2 separate regions of the Sus scrofa genome follow, and region 2 is linked to region 1. Evidence: chromatin contacts called from public Hi-C data. All regions are on one chromosome and are shown on one strand. The core of a region is the stretch at or near the end of the contact, and the rest is flanking DNA. Distances in the headings are between cores, read along the strand shown. Region 1 overlaps SEPT10 (septin-10). Region 2 has its middle 74 kb from the start of ARID5A.

Evidence for each region. A called contact is a pair of places that touch in the nucleus more often than the background predicts.
Region 2: a Hi-C map of liver shows a contact between it and region 1, with 2.4 times the contacts expected there. A contact is called at or near these places in 1 of 5 promoter capture datasets (liver), 7 of 47 Hi-C or Micro-C datasets (embryonic fibroblasts, fetal liver, liver and 1 more) and 1 of 2 datasets of targeted methods (skeletal muscle).

What each region holds. Positions count from the first base shown.
Region 1 is chr3:46,488,804-46,491,559 of Sscrofa11.1, forward strand. It overlaps SEPT10 (septin-10), which reads right to left. Exons shown (of 11, transcript XM_021087089.1): 9 at 428-560. Among named protein-coding and RNA genes, the nearest start is that of SEPT10, 56 kb to the right of the region's middle.
Region 2 is chr3:46,639,210-46,641,965 of Sscrofa11.1, forward strand. No RefSeq gene overlaps it. Among named protein-coding and RNA genes, the nearest start is that of ARID5A, 74 kb to the right of the region's middle.

The DNA.
Region 1 (2,756 bases), core at 193-2,692:
TTATAAGATTTCAGACGATGATTTTTTTTTTAATTGGTGCCACACCCACAGCATATGGAGGTTCCCAGGCTAGGGGTCAAATCAGAGCTGTTGCTGACGGCCTTCACCAGAGCCACACGGGATCCATGCCATGTCTGTAACCTACACCACAGCTCACAACAACACTAGATCCTTAACCCACTGAGTAAGGTCAGGGATCGAACCTGCGTCCTCAAGGATACTCGTCAGATTCGTTTCCGCTGAGCCAGGATGGGAATTCCCTGACTATGATTTATTATGACGTCTGCATCCATAGACCAAGTGTTAAAATAACTACTTTTAAAGAATGACTAGTCTTCAAAAGCATCTAGATTCAGTTGTTGGGATAAATCCCTAGGCTGAAGGATGCCCCCAAGAAATGCAGAGCCTGTCAAACCAGTGCACTTGCCTCTCTTTCAGCTTCTTTCAACACAGCTTCTTTCTCCTTCACACGCTGCACGAACACCTGCTTCATTTCTTCCTCTTTCCTCTGACGTTCACCGTAAAATTCGTGCCTTTTGGCTTCGTAGGTCTCCTGCAGACTGAAAAGCCATTTATTTGTGATACTCCCATTAGGAAGACAACAGACACATTGTCTGGGCTGGGCTGGGCGTGTGACCATCAGGACCATGGCTGTGCCCTTGGGAGCACCTGGCATAGGACAGCTCACAGGGACCCAGGTCTGTCAGGCCCCCCTCACCAAGCCCTCATTGCACCCCAGATGGATTCCTCTGTCCAGCTGTTGACTGAGTCTGTGAATTCAGCCTGGGACTCCGACATCATTTCAGACCAGTCCTATTTTCATTTCTCCAGGTACCTGATCTCTGTGCTCTTCTGCCTTCTCGACCACAGTGCTCCCCTAAAGGGCTTCTAAGCTTCAAGTCCTGCTTACAGTTTGTTCTTCTTGCCACCCCTGCGATTTTCCCACCAAACACAGAGATCTCTTCATCCTTTTCCTCTGTTATAGATATTTAAAGGAGGGGGTCCCACCTCCTTTTTTTTTTTGTTTTTTGTTTTTTGTCTTTTTGCCATTTCTTGGGCCACTCCCACGGCATATGGAGGTTCCAAGGTTAGGGTTGAATTGGAGCTGTAGCTGCTGGCCTACACCACAGCCACAGCAACACGGGATCCGAGCTGTGTCTGCGACCTACACCACAGCTCACAGCAACGCCAGATCCCCAACCCACTGGGCAAGGCCAAGGATCGAACCCGCAATCTCATGGTTCTTAGTCGGATTCGTTAACCACTGAGCCATGGCGGAAACTCCGGTCCCACCTCCTTTAAATAAGCACTTAAACTTCACAATCTGGCCAAACAGACCCAAACACCCTAAAACATGCCACACATTTCCCACTCCAGGGCCACAGCCCACTTCCCGACCCAACTCCACCCACTAATCCTGACCTTCAAGGCCAAGTTCAAATGCAGCTTCCCCTGGAAAGCCTTCTCCAGGGCTCCCAAGCACTTCTGTTGGCACTGACACCCTACCTGCCTCTGTTGTAACAACTCCCTTTTGTAACCCAGCTGTCTGGCAGAGCTCTCTAGACAGTTCTATTTCCTCATAAATGTTCATTCAGTGGTGCAAAGTGCAGGGAAGTAGAGCCAGCTTTAACCCAGCAGAGCAGGGGCAGTCCTGGAACTCCATGGCCAGCTGCCCCTGTCACTTGTGGCTTTTCAGAGGGATGATGGCCCTTCTCCTCAGAAACGCTGAGCCTCCATCTCCACTCCCTTGGAGAGTATCCCAGAGGTTTACCAGGGAAACACAGATGCCTTTCCTGCTGTCAGAGTTAGAAATTTCTATTGCTCTAAAGCAATACTTTATGGCTAAATAGACTTAAAATACGATGAAATTATGGAATCTTATTAATCTTAAATATCATAACCAGAGAAATGAATCTTTTATGCGTAGAACTGAAAGAGGAGGGAAGGGGTGGGCAAGGCCCTTAAAGGCACAGCAGAGTGGTCAGGCTCAGGAGAGCCGAAGGGTAAACCGCCAGGGGGCCCCGAGTCTCGCTCTCCACCAGGCAATCCACCAGCTCAAGACACACCCGAGGTCCAGCATGCAAGACCAAAAAGGGGGTGGGGCCCAAATCCTAGAAACCTATGCCCCTCATCTACAACAGCCTATGAATTCACCCAGCCCACAAAACCTACCTCCCCATACCCAAGGGCCTCTCTTGCCTCTTGAGATGGCCCACATCCCATCTACTGAACGTGCACCTCTGGGGCTCTCGCCTTCTGAGAGTCCCACACTATGTCTCTCTCAACAAAACCACCTCTTACTTATCACTCTGTCTCATGGAATTCCTTCTGTGCCGAGACACAAAGTACCTGAGCTTCAGTAATTCCTGACACCAGGTGAGTGGTTTTAATTAGAGGAGAGTAGGTTCAAGTTCCAGTCTGAGTTGTGCAGTTTCAAAATTGTATACATTTAAGGAAAAACATAGTAAGAAAGGTTACACGATAGCTTTTACAGCTGACTGTGAGTGTGGGGTGCTCAGAGCATGGATTCTAGGATGGAATATCTTCCACACTGTCTTCGCAAGCAACGTTTACAAATGTAAAAATGCCTCTAATCTCAAGGAGCCATTTTACTTTTTTAAGGTTCTTTGTTTTTCTCTATTTTGGCCCTATTTTAAAGAGGCCTCTAAATCCAAGCTACCTTCACTGTTTTCAGAAACCTCCCTACGTCTCACTGGTCCTACACTGGATAGAGAGCCTTTAGCCACAAACTTGGT
Region 2 (2,756 bases), core at 157-2,656, 150 kb after region 1:
TAGCATGATAATCTCTGGGTCCATCCATGTGGCTGCAAATGGCATTATTTTGTTCTTTTTGTGGCTGAGTAATATTCCATTGCGTATATGTACCACATCTTCTTTATCCACTCCTCTGTCGATGGACATTTAGGTTGCTTCCATGTCTTGGCTATTGTGAATAGAGCTACAATGAACATTGGAGTACATGTGTCTTTTTGAATTATATAGTTTTCTCTGGATATTTGCTCAGGAGTGGGATGGCTGGATGGTATAGCAACTCTGTTTTTAGTTTTTTAGGAAAGCCCCATACTGTTTTCCAAAGTGACTGCATCATTTTACATTCCCACCAACAGTGTAGGAGGGTTCCCTTTTCTCCACACCCTCTCCAGCATTTGTTATTTGTAGGCTTTTTAATGATGGCTATTCTGACGCTATGAGGCGGTACCTCATTGTTGTTTTGATTTGCATTTCTCTAATGATTAGTGATATTGAGCATCTTTTCATGTGCCTGTTGGCCATCTCTATGTCTTCTTTGGAGAAGTGTCTATTTAGGTCTTCTGCCCATTTTTTGATTGCTTTGTTGTTGTTATTGAATTGTCTGTGCTGTTTGCATATTTTGGAAATGAAGTCCTTGTTGGTCACATCATTTGAGGAGCTTTGTTTTTGTTTTTAGGGTTTTTTGTTTGTTTGTTTGTTCTGTTTTGTTTTTGGTCTTTTTAGGGCTGCACCCATGGCTTATGCGGGTTCTGAGGCTAGGGGTCGAATTGGAGCTATAGCCGCCAGCCTACACCACAGCCACAGCTGCAGCAATGTGGGATGTGAGCTGCATCTGTGACCTACACCACAGCTCACAGCAATGCCGGATCCTTAACCCACCGAGTGAGGCCAGGGATTGAAACTGAATCCTCATGGATCCTAGTCAGGTGTGTTAACCACTGAGGCACAACAGGAACTCCTGAGGAGCTTTAAAAAAAACTAGCAATGCCTGGGCTCTAAGCAAACTGAAACCAAATATCTTGGGGGAGGGGTGAGACCTAGATATCTGAGTCCTTTAAAAGCCCCACAGGTGAGTCTAACAAACATACTCTAACAATGAGATGAAGCAGTTCCCCCACTAAATTCAAGATCAGTAAGAATTTGACGTCCCAGATGTAAATTCTCAAGCCAGGGATCCAGACACTAACGAAAACTGTCATTGTCTAAAGTTCTGATGGGATGAAACCCGCCATTGAATCCAGCCTCTCTAGTTTTCAGAGGTGTGGCGAACGCCAAAGATGTTAAATTCTCACCAAGGTGACATGCTGCTCTTGTCCTCAGAACACTGGAGGCATTCCTCAATCTGGGACCCTGTAGTAGGAGACTGTGTCCCCTCTCCTTTGTTGTCACTAGAGGTGGCCTGTGCCCTTCTGGCCCTGGTGCCCTGCTTGCATTTGGTAAACACTGGCCAGGTCACATATGCTGGGGGAGGGCTGGTGCACAGGCAGTGAGCTTGCACGTCGGCTGCTCCCAAACAAAACAGGAGTGATCGCAATGCTGGACTAACTGCCTGAAATATTTGTTCATTTCATTACTAATACTTCTTCATGGAAGATTTTTGTGTGGAGACTGGAGGATATTAAAAAGGATGTTTTATCCTGCTGTGGAAATGGGTTCTTTTCCATCCTCATTTCAGCATTTTCGCTTGACTGCTACCTCCAAAAGAGGCAAACATTTCTTCAGTAGCTACAAGCTACCTTGTCAAGAAATCTACCCCTGGGGCTTGTGAAACAGGAAACATGGCATTTCTTTCCAAAGCACGGATGCAAAAGATTGTGCAGGGGCATGCTGGGGATTTGTAGTAACTGGGACCAGTAGGAGACCTCAGCAAAGATAAGTCACAGAATTGTCCCCAGAGGGCACCTTTTCTCACCCACTTAGTCCCAGAGATCAGGGTAGGATTGATGAGTCAGAGGGAGACCGGGATGGATCCCCCTCCACAGTGCTTTTCCCACAAACATCAATCACCTCTTTTTTATTCTCCACTTTTTCACTATGTGTTTTACTTCATTTATAAAATAGATTCTCTCCAGGCATGTGTTCTGAGCACCCACTGGTGGCCTGGATGCAGAAGCTGTGGGTTATCTAATAGTCTCGCAGTTCCCTTATGGTGCAGTGGGTTAAGGACCTGGTCTTGTCATGGTAGCAGCCTGGATTTGATCCCTGGCCCTCAGACTTTAGCCTGCCACAGGCACGGCCAAAAAACTCCCAACAAAATAAAACCAAGCGTCTCCTTGGCAGGCAGCTCCCTCCTGGCCCTGGTCAGGGGTGCCTGCCCTCAGCCCCTCTCCTGGGGCCAGTCTCTCATTACGTAGCGCACTCACACTTAAGAATGGAGTGCAAGAGTTCCTGCTGTGGCTCAGCAGAAACGAACCTGACATGAGAAAGCGGGTTCAATCCCTGACCTCGTGCAGTGGGTTAAAGGATCTAGTGTTGCTGTGAGCTGTGGTATAGGTCGCAGACATGGCTCTGATCCCACGTTGCTGTGGCCGTGACTGTGGCATGGGCCAGCAGATGCAGGCTCTCATTCAACCCCTAGCCTGGGAACTTCCACATGCCCTAGGGGGTCCAGGGACTGGAGTGAGGAAGAGAGAGTGGTGGATACGATTGTCGATCATTGACAGAAAAAAATGCACACCCTGAAAGTTGAGAGTTAAGTTTTATTTGGGGCAAAATTAGGACTTAAGCCCAGGAGACAGCATCTCAGGTAGCCGTCCAGCAATGAGGGAGGAGCTAGA